Regions from separate parts of the Sus scrofa genome. Here region 1 is linked to region 2. Evidence: chromatin contacts called from public Hi-C data. All regions are on one chromosome and are shown on one strand. Each heading gives the region's core, a stretch centred on a gene start, on an enhancer-like site or on the middle of the called end of the contact. The rest is flanking DNA. Distances are from core to core; before and after follow the strand shown.

What was found. Hi-C and Micro-C count contacts between places; a contact is called where the count stands out from the background.
Region 1: a Hi-C map of heart right ventricle shows a contact between it and region 2, with 4 times the contacts expected there. The contact joins the promoter of ADRB1 here to the promoter of NRAP in region 2. A contact is called at or near these places in 2 of 5 promoter capture datasets (fetal liver and liver) and 1 of 47 Hi-C or Micro-C datasets (heart right ventricle).

What each region holds. Positions count from the first base shown.
Region 1 is chr14:124,398,285-124,403,801 of Sscrofa11.1, forward strand. ADRB1 (adrenoceptor beta 1) reads left to right here and starts at 2,046. Exons shown (of 1, transcript NM_001123074.1): 1 at 2,046-3,455. The coding sequence starts at 2,046. The coding sequence ends at 3,455.
Region 2 is chr14:124,005,136-124,010,679 of Sscrofa11.1, forward strand. It overlaps NRAP (nebulin related anchoring protein), which reads right to left and starts at 2,621. Exons shown (of 41, transcript NM_001044616.1): 1 at 2,391-2,621; 2 at 1,957-2,051; 3 at 1,305-1,392. The coding sequence starts at 2,462.

The DNA of each region.
Region 1 (5,517 bases), core at 796-3,295, 390 kb after region 2:
GTCCTAGGGCAGGGGTGAATAAACAACTAAGTCACCCACACCTGCCTGCTTTGGGCCTAAAGCAAATCTATATGTTTGGATAGAAAAGAAGGTGAACAGTTCAAACTGTGTGGCTTTATAAACTGAAGAACCATTGCTTGTCGCTCTTGAGTAGCTGTGGAAGTCGGTCTGTCTACAGGGTAAGAATATGAGTTTGGTTCTCATGTTGATGTTCCTTCCAAAAGCTATTCTTTTCCTTCCAATGCTAGAAAGACGTCTGAGCATTATATAACATGTTCACGCACCCTCTCATGGGTAATTAGAAGCTGTTTACTTCTCAAGGATTCAGTTGAAGGCTTTTTATTTTCAAGCCTGAGCTGAGCACTTGACCATGGCCAAAGGGGGGGGGGGAGAAGCTTGCTAACTTTCTGCTGCATTCTGTCTTCATGGTGGCCATCCTGTCGCTGGGTCCCCACATTTAATCACACTGCCTGCTAGGAGAAAGACTGACAAATTTTAAACCCATTCACTGGCCAGCTCAAAATCCTCTGATATAACTTTAAATGCTATTAGATTGTAATCTTCTTGAGTATTTACATGTGTTCTTCTCTCATCCCTGGGAAACTAATCCTAGAGTTCTCAGAATCTGGGAACTTGGGCAAAGGAGAAAACAACCCAGCAGACCCAGAAATAAATCTCAACTCATTATGTCAACCAAAACGAACGTACGTTTTTGTTTGCATCGACTCAGCTCAAATGATAAAATCATGTGAATAATAAAACACCACATCCAAGTGTTATTACTGAAGGTGAAAAGTCTGAAATGTAATTAAATGTGTTCTTTCTTGGTGACAGTGTCATTTACTTTACCTTAACATTCGTGTTTCCTTAAGCCTCGCTCTCCACATTATCGACACACTGTTGCGTCACACTCACACAACCATCAGCTGGGACTGAGAAGTGTGTTTTTCCAACTGGTCTTCAGCATTAGCTGTCAGATGCACAAACGTCCCCATCCTTCCCGCATCTGCTGCACTGGAACCACAGAAGCTTCTTGCAAAAAATAGCTCCCAGAGAGCGTCCCTGACAGATGCGCGGTTTGCTCTAGCAAGGCGCTTGCTGGAAAGTTTCCTCTAACCGCTAACACCCGCCTCTGATCCCCCGAGCTGGCAGGGCGCAGGCTGGCTGGGTCCCCTCCTGACGGGGGAAGGATTTTACACACAGCCTACTAGGCAGCCCAACAGGAGAAACAATCTTGCAGCAGACTCCTTCAACCCCAGCAGGCAGACGGTGCAAGGCGCTCTGGCGCTTGGAGAACACCAAGGTCCCCACCCCGCCGCTAAAGGAAACGCGCGCTCTGCTCTGCGGGGAAACTGCGCACTGGAGGTAAAGGGGTGGCTACTTAAGCTGGGGCGCAAGAGGGAGCCAAACGCCGGAGGCGCAGGAAAGGAGAGATTGGGGGCTGTGGAAGGGGACAGGGTGGGAACCAGGCGCAGTAGGGGGCCGAGGGGAACTGGGCGCTAGAACTAGCGAGCTCAGGGAGGGGCGCGAGCGCAGGAACCCGCGGGCGCCGAGGCGGCGCTCGCTGGGCGATCTCCTCCGGACTCCCCAGAGCTGCTGAACCGCCGGGGGCGGGGAGGGGGTGAGGGGAGTTGCGCGGGGGGGGGGGGGAGAACCAGATCGGGGCGTGCCTTCGCTCGGATTGGCTGCAATAGCCTGACGCGAGGCCCCGGGGGTTGGCTCCAGGGAGTGGGAGTGGGAGCGGGGTGGGGTGGGTGCTGGGTGCCGGGGCTGCGGGTTCCGCGCGCTCAGAAACATGCTGAGGTCCCGGCAGCTGTTCCAGCAGCGACAGCGGCTCCAGCAGCAGCGGCGGCGGCGGCGGCGGCGACAGCGCACAGCTCTGGCGGGGAAGGCGCCCTGCGCCCATGCCTCCGGCCCCGCGCCGCGGCTGCCCTGACCTGGCCGCGACCTCCCTCGTCGCGCCCCGCCGCCCGGGCCTCTGGGGGGGTTCCCCGACCGCGGCCCAACTCCGCCACACCCCCCGCCCCCGGCCTCCGCAGCTCGGTATGGGCGCGGGGGCGCTCGCCCTGGGTGCCTCCGAGCCCTGCAACCTGTCATCCGCCGCGCCGCTCCCCGACGGCGCGGCCACCGCGGCGCGGCTGCTGGTGCCTGCGTCCCCTCCCGCCTCGCTGCTGACCCCAGCCAGCGAGGGATCCGTGCAGCTGTCGCAGCAGTGGACGGCTGGCATGGGCCTCCTGATGGCGCTCATCGTGCTGCTCATCGTGGCGGGCAACGTGCTGGTGATCGTGGCCATCGCCAAGACGCCGAGGCTGCAGACGCTCACCAACCTCTTCATCATGTCCCTGGCCAGCGCCGACCTGGTCATGGGGCTGCTGGTGGTGCCATTCGGGGCCACCATCGTGGTGTGGGGCCGCTGGGAGTACGGCTCCTTCTTCTGCGAGCTCTGGACGTCGGTGGACGTACTGTGCGTGACGGCCAGTATCGAGACCCTGTGTGTCATCGCCCTGGACCGCTACCTCGCCATCACGTCGCCCTTTCGCTACCAGAGCCTGCTGACCCGCGCGCGGGCACGGGCCCTCGTGTGCACCGTGTGGGCCATCTCGGCCCTGGTGTCCTTCCTGCCCATCCTCATGCACTGGTGGCGGGACAAGGGTGCCGAGGCACGCCGCTGCTACAACGACCCCAAGTGCTGCGATTTCGTCACCAACAGGGCCTACGCCATCGCCTCGTCCGTGGTCTCCTTCTACGTGCCCTTGTGCATCATGGCCTTCGTGTACCTGCGGGTGTTCCGCGAGGCCCAGAAGCAGGTGAAGAAGATCGACAGCTGCGAGCGCCGCTTTCTCGGCAGCCCCGCGCGGCCGCCCTCGCCCGCGCCCTCGCCCGGGTCCCCGCTCCCTGCCGCCGCTGCCGCAGCCCCGGTAGCCAACGGGCGCACCAGCAAGAGGCGGCCCTCGCGCCTCGTGGCCCTGCGAGAGCAGAAGGCGCTCAAGACGCTGGGCATCATCATGGGCGTGTTCACGCTCTGCTGGCTACCCTTCTTCCTGGCCAACGTGGTGAAGGCCTTCCACCGCGACCTGGTGCCCGACCGCCTCTTCGTCTTCTTCAACTGGCTGGGCTACGCCAACTCGGCCTTCAACCCCATCATCTACTGCCGCAGCCCTGACTTCCGCAAGGCCTTCCAGCGCCTGCTCTGCTGCGCGCGCCGGGTCGCCCGCGGGAGCTGCGCGGCCGCCGGGGATGGGCCGCGCGCCTCTGGCTGCCTGGCGGTGGCCCGGCCGCCGCCGTCGCCCGGGGCCGCCTCGGACGACGACGACGACGAAGAAGACGTCGGGGCCGCGCCGCCGGCGCCCCTGCTGGAGCCCTGGGCCGGATATAACGGCGGGGCGGCAGCTGACAGCGACTCGAGCCTGGACGAGCGGAGCCCCGGGGGCCGCGCCTCGGAATCCAAGGTGTAGGGCCCAGCGCTCCCTCCCCACCTCCCCAGCGGGGATGCAGGCTCTGCGCCGAGAGAAGAGAACCCGGCGCCCCGAAAGGCTTCCCGGGGGATGAGGAGATCTGTGTTTACTCGAGACCGAAAGCAGGTGAACTCGCAAACCTCGTCTGCATCATCTAAGGCAAACAGAAAAGCCGCGGACCGCTGCACAGAAAGGAAAGTTTGGGGAGGGTGGGAGAGTGGCTTGCTCATTTTTCTTGAGTTCTTTTCTCTGTTTGTGGTCCGTCCTCCTTTTGTGTGTGCGTGTGATGCATCTTTAGATTTTTATTCCCCCAGGTGGTTTTTAACACTTTCTGCGAAGACTAGGGAAGGGATGGGAGAAGCAGGAGAGTTTTTAAAAAGGTGTCTCAACTTGGCTTCCATTCCGTTCCCGGGGACGGGAGCAGTCAACCGGAGAGCAAGGAGGGACAGTGTGTCAGGACATGTTTGCTTTGCAGAGAAATTTCATTTTAAGTCCGGAGCCATGATTTCTCCTGTTCTTAAAGCAGAGGGAAAGGATACAGGCAAAGTTTCAGGAAATTGTAAGCTATTCTTGGAACAAGCCTCACCTTGCTTTCCTTTTGCAGGGCAAGCCGGCTGTCCCCGAGCACCTCCGTGGTCAGGCTGAGGGGTTCCTACCTCACACTGTGCACGTTGCACAGCAAGATAGAGAGACTTGTTTACATTAAACAGCTTATTTATGTATCAATATTAGTTGGGAGGACTAGGCGCTGAGCCTCTGTGACATGTGACTCTGTCCATTGAAGACAGGACAGAAAAAAAAAGGAAATAATTCAGATTACTGCACATGCGGGTAAAAACAAAACAAAGGCATGATTCGAAGTGGCATTTTTGCACAGTATTAGGAATTGTAAAACCCACAGAAGATGTTACTTGCACAAAAAGAAATTAAATATTTTTTAGCAGGGGCGGGGTGGGGTGGGGGCAGATCTTAAAAACTAAAATAAAGTTCAAACTCTACTTCTGTTGTCTATTATGCTATTGAGCTAGTGATTTATTGGGAAAAACACCTTTTTATACTCTTTTATCATGGTACTGTAACTGTATCCATTATTATAAATATAATTATCTTAAGGATATTTTTATTATTTTTTTATGTCCAAGGGCCCACATGAATCTGCTGGTAAAATTTAGCACTTGTGTGTAAATACTCTTTCCTCTGTGTGTTTTGCCAAGTATTTATACTCTGGTGCAACTAACTACTATGTGAGGAATTGGTCCATGTGCAATAAATACCAATGAAGCACAAAAAAAGATTATGTACCGTGTGTCTTTAAGGGGTCAGTGATAATGGAAAAGACAGTTTGTTTTGTTCAAAGTATAGGCTGGATTTCCCATAGAGCTCTTTTAATAGCTTTTCATGACTCAATAGCATAGCAAAATGCCTCTCGACCAAATAAGGCGTGCACCTACTGAGAGCTGCAGACTTGCCCTGAATTTTCACAGTCAGATTCAGAGTATTCTAGACTACTTGTAGGTGTTTTCAGGATCCCATCTGCCACACTTGACTTAAGAAATAATATTTGGGATTGTGTATCTTCTTAAAAAAAAAAAAAGTGATTGAGTCAGGTAACACACGTACAGCCTTGCACAGAAACAGAAAAGAAGACACCTCCTGGAACCATCATTGCCTACTTGGAATTCGGTAAGTGGCATCCACTGCTGGTTTTTGTTTTCCCATAGAAAAATCCCAGCCTATGGAGTGTGCAAATTTCTCCAGTGGCTGTTTAGAACGCAAAACGCTTTCGTGGTTAAGCAAAAATTCATAAAAGAGCCTTTACGTCAATATGTTTCTCTTGGGTAATTAAACAGACTATTTCAGTGGACGTTCTGGGTGGGTAGGTAACAGGTAAAAGAAAATGTGAAGTTTTTAAATTTCACACCCCAAATTATGACACTCTCAATGGCTAGGATAGTTTTCACAAACTTAGTTCCTAAGAAAGTAGAGTGAAATTACATCCTGGGATTAATTCTACATTCTCCAAAATAAGTTTCTCTTTGTATTTTTAAACAAGCTTTTGCTT
Region 2 (5,544 bases), core at 1,371-3,870:
GGATGAGGGCCTGGGTGGGCAGGAGCGCCAGGATGAGAGGAGGTAACACGAGGAAGGCAGATTACTAGAGAGCCTTCCACCTCGTAGATCATTTTCTAATTTTAGAAGGCTGCTAGCTCCATCCCACAAAACAACTTGTGAGGCATGGGGGAGGGAGGTAAAATGATTCATCATTCTATATGGCAAGCAGTCAATCAATTGTTCTCTGATAAAATTCTATTGTTAATTTTTCAAAACAGATTGGCTTATCCATAGGGCTTCCTTGTCTATCCAAACATCCGTTCCAAACCAAAATATCCTTGACTGACCCCTACCCATAGGGAAAGAGATCTTAAACACACTGCAAATAATCTTTTTTTTTTTTTTTAGGGCTGCATCCACAGCATATGTAAGTTCCCAGGCTAGGAGTCGAATCAGAGCTGCGGCTACCTGTCTATGTCACAGCCACAGCAACACAGGATCCAGGCGGTGTCTACGACCTACAGGACAGCTCATGGCAATGTCAGGTCCTTAACTCACTGAGCAAGGCCAGGGATCAAACCTGCGTCCTCATGGATAGCAGTTAGGATTGTTATAGATGAGCCACAACAGGAACTCCAATGCAAATAACCTTAAACACTACTAAATTCAGAGAGATTTACGAGTGTAGAACTAGTACCGAAATGCCACAGGAAAAGAAAGGAAAGGCCTTTGTAATGTTTTCCAACTACATGAACTTTGTTTTATGTACTAAGTGCGTAGTGTATGCATGGCCTATTGCATCAATGTGTCCAGAGCTGGCACACACAGAGAGGTTAAAATGGACACAAGGGGAGTTCCTGTCGTGGCTCAGCTGTTAACAAACCCAACTAGCATCCGTGAGGACACAGGTTTGATCCCTGGCCTAGCTCAGTGGGTTAAGGATCTGGCGCAAGTTGCCATGAGCTGTGGTGGAGGTCACAGACACGGCTTGGATCCCACATTGCTCTGGCTCTGGCATAGGCTGGCGGCTATAACTCCAATTCGACCCTTAGCCTGGGAACCTCCATGTGCTGCAGGTGTGGCCCTAAAAAGACCAAAAAATAAAAAATAAAATAAATAAAATAAAATGGACACAAGGACCCCGAATATTCGAGCTAGATTATCCTGTGTATTGGCCTCTATGCTATGGTAGGACAAATAGGAATATTTTCTACTTAAATGCCCTCTGCTTATATATGTGGAGAAAACAGGTAGGTTCACATCTGGGCAGAGACACTTAAAAACCTAACAGTTGCCTGAGTTAAGACATTTTCTTTCAAGGTTATTTTGAAATGCAAACTTACCCCACCGATGGCCTCTGGAGACTGCCTCACTTTTAGATTTAACGGAGTGTGATAGACACTTGTAAAGCTGTTGTTCTTGGGGTTATGGCTACAAAAATTAGACAGAAACTGAAATTAGAAATATATTTTATCTACAATGATTGCAAAACTGTTCTTAAAGGCAGAGTCTTCTTTAATCAAAAAATATAAAACTTCATAATTATTTTGAAGATTTTTCCAGGCAATGAGTCATAAAGGAAAAAAAAATCAAATAAATTCAACCTATTTAACCTATAGACTAGACTGAACTGGAAATGATCACTTCAAAACTTTCTGAAGAAATACAAAAGGATTCTGAAGTTATTTAAAAGGAAACACTTAAAGCCTCATGCATCCCCACGGCAACTACACTGTTCTATGTAACATTTAATAATTTGACGTGAGGTTATAGTGGATAGATCTGATCTTTTACTTATCAGAAATGTGAAATTTTCAACTTTCTGTTGCATAACATCCTGTCTTAGGTCTCTTTGATGATTGGATGTAAGTAAAAACTGTGGAGGAGATGTTTCTTGGATTTAACCCAGGAGTCTGTGATTTGAACCTCTGCTGGCTACTGGCTTAAAAAATAAATACAACTCAAGGGGTGGTGGGGAGGACAGCAAACACTTACGCGTGACAGTATGGCTTTTTCTGGTGACTCACAAAGTTATTAACCGATAGCATCATCTTGCAAACTTCACAGTGAAAACATGCTTTGTGCCATATCTACAAATCATATAGAAAAAGTTTTAGCAAAATTCCTTTTCTTTTTTTTTTTTTTTTCAGACTCAGGATTCTTGTGTATCTCAGAGTCAAAGAAAGAAAAAAACAAGCTTTAGGGATAAAATGGTGATAAAACACACACACACGGCTATGATGCGTAGATAAACGAATACAATTTTTTTGAGACAATACAGGAGATGTGGCCAGAAATGGGTACAACTGAAGAAAGGTGGGAAATACACCTTATTTTAGTGGTTCAAAAGACTTCCACAGGTCCATATGTGAGAAGATAAATTTCTCAGGTTTGTTACCACTGCCAAAGGCCAAGAAATATCTACTGACCTGGTCTAGACAGTTGATCTTCTCAGCAGGGTACACGCCATACCCACACCTGGAGCAAGCCTGCACATTCATCTTGACGTCCAAAGAGAGGAGACAGAGACAGGTCACAGGCAAGAAATCCAAGAAGTCCCCTTAAAGTTGTCCAAGTCTGCAAAGTCCCGACTCCGATTAAATTCCTGTGGGCACCTTGACCGCTCAGAATCCAACTTCCACTTTCCTTTGCTGACCTTCTAGTTTGAAGTCAGCTTCTGGATGGCTTTTAAAGCTGCCACTTACTCAAAGGGCTATTTTGGCGACTCGCTCAGCACGCATGCGTCTGGGAAATAAGGTGGAGGTATTTCTAGCTGACAGGCTTCTCGAAATAGAAAAGTGAACTCATGATGGCATCATGTTTATGGGGATGACCACAGCCTCATGTGTGATCGGGCACCTGTAGTCGTCGAACACTAGCTGTGATCATGACCCAAGAAAAGACCTCAGAGGCATACGCCACACCAAATGAGAAAAGCTTGCTCTGGGAGGCCTGTGACTAAAGCAGAAAGGCCAGCTCCCCTTCCTCCTCCCTGGGAAAGAAAATAAAACAGGGTTGATTCACTCCACAGGAGAGTAAATACCCTATTTGTAATTTAGCCTTAGCTCTTAAAAATGTGTATAAGAGGAGGATGGAAAACTTAGTAAGATACTCATTGTTCGGCTTCTGCAAGAATACAAAAATAAGAACAGATGAGAGCTCCGGGTGCTGGCCTCTATATACTACCCTGGACTGTCCTAAGTCCTTGCTTAGTCCCCTGGCTCCTGGGTTTGAAGAAGGGGGCAGCTTGATGGCAAACTCTCTCTCACTTTTTTTTTTTTTTTTCCCCATATATGACTGCGGGAGATCCTTGGCCAGGGATCAAACCTGTGCACAGCAGCGAAAGTGAACTCTCTCTTCTTGGCTTTGTGAAGCTCCTCATTGATTTTGGTGTCTACCTAAATATCACCTTAAAACAGACCTTCGCAGAGTTCCCACTGTGGTGCAGTGGAAAAGAATCTGACCAGGACACACGAGGCTGTGGGTTCGATCCCTCACCTCGCTCAGTGGGTGAAGGATCTGGCGTTGCTGTGAGCTGTGGTATACGTCACAGACTCGGCTCAGGTCCTGCATTGCTGTGGCTGTGGCGGGCAGCTGTAGCTCCGATTTGACCCCTAGCCTGGGAACCTCCATATGCTGTGAGTGTGGCCCTAAAAAGCAAAAACATACAAACAAACAAAACAGACCTTCATGAAACAGCTCACAAAAGATGGTGTCTCACTCCCCTCAGTTCACGGCTTTCTACGGCCACTCCTCTGCTTTATGTTATTCACAGCAGATACCATCATCTGCCATTTTAAGCTTTCTGTATCCACTTTTAAAAATTGTCTAGGAGTTCCCGTCATTGTCGATCAGTGGTAACAAAACTGAGTAGTATCCACGAGGATGCAGGTTCGATCCCTGGCCTCACCCAGTGGGTTAAGGATCCAGCGTTGCCATAAGCTGTGGTGTAGGTCACAGGCATGGCTCAGATCCCACGTTGCTGTGGCTGTGGTGTAGACTGGCAGCTGCAGCTTTGGTTTGACCCCTGGCCTGGGAAGTTCCATATGCCACAGATGCGGCCCTAAAACAAACAAACAAACAAACAAACAAAATCATCTATCTCTTCCGTCGCAATATGGGTTCCATCCAGATAGGGTCCTTGGTCCTTATCATTTCTGTATCCCCAGTGCCTAGAATAAGGTCTAATATGGAAAAAGTGCTCAAAAAGTATGTACTGAATCAAAACAATCAACTTAATACACCAAAATTGCCTGCAGGGGCCAGTCAAGCCATAGGTCACACACCCCCATCTGAACCATGCTTACGACCAGGCCAACTTGTCATGAGGCAATCAATACCCAGCATTGCCAAATATTCTGATTTTTCCAGAAATGCCAGATATCAGAATCTGCACCCGAAGTTCCCTGTTTTGTAAAACACTGGGAATAAGACCATACAGGTCCATGGGCAGGGTTAGGTCGCAGGGCTCCCAATTAGTGACCTTCAGCATAAAAAAAGGCTCTGAGGAGACTGCTGGGGGACGAGGTAGGGCAGAAAGAAATCAGCAGTGCTTTGGTGTCGTGTCTGGAGAAACAGGGGGAGGAGGAGGCCACAGAGCAAGCGACAGAGGCCACGTGACATAAGGGGTGGGGTTGGTGTGTGGTTCCCCATCAAGAGGAGTGGGCACAGGGTTGCCCACTCAGCATGGGGAGGGACTCTTGGCAGGGACTCCAGGCTCAGGAAGCCTCCATGCTGAAATGTGACACAGGCAGCCTGAGGATGTGGGAACAGCAAAGCCAAAGAACAAAGACCTATGGGTTCCCCAAATGTTTTGCTCTATCTGGTATTTCTCCAGCCTCGCCTGGCCATGGGCTGGAAGCCCCAGTAATCACAGAAAAGAACTCTGGTCCCATCCAGGGGGGTGAGGGATTGCGGTCAGGTTTCCTTTAAGGAAAAAAATGGCCTAACACATCTTTAAGGTTGTCGTTGCACCCCATGGCTGCTACAAGTGCTCCGTCACCCGTGTGAAAACAAGGGTGACCAAAATGAAAGATTTATTTTTTTCTTTTTAGGGCCACACACCTATAGCATATGGAAGTCCCCAGCCATAGCCATAGCCATAGCAACGTGGGATCGGAGCTGCATCTGAGACCTACACTGCATCTGGCAACTCTGGATCTTTAACCCACTGAGCAAGGCCAGGGGATTGAACCTGCATCCTCATGGATATTAGTCAGGTTTATAACCCGCTGAGCCACAAAGGGATCTCCCAAAATGAAAATGTGAAGTTTGGCTCATCCCATCACTTCTGCTATTAAAAGGCAGTTATTACATATCAGACATGGTGAAGAAAAACAACCCCATAGAACTGGAAATGGACCTAAAATGAACATTCATTGCCAGAGCAAGAGACACACAGCCCTCATCTGCTGGCTGGACCTTGTGGCTGGTTTCCTGTGTCCGTCCCACCCCCTCACAGCTGGTGGAGCCCCGCCCCCTTGTCACAGGGATTACATCAGGCCCTCCAAGCCTTAGCCAATGAGCGCACATGTTCCTCTGGGCCCGGGATTGGTTCAGAACACGTGTTAGCCTAGGTTCTCC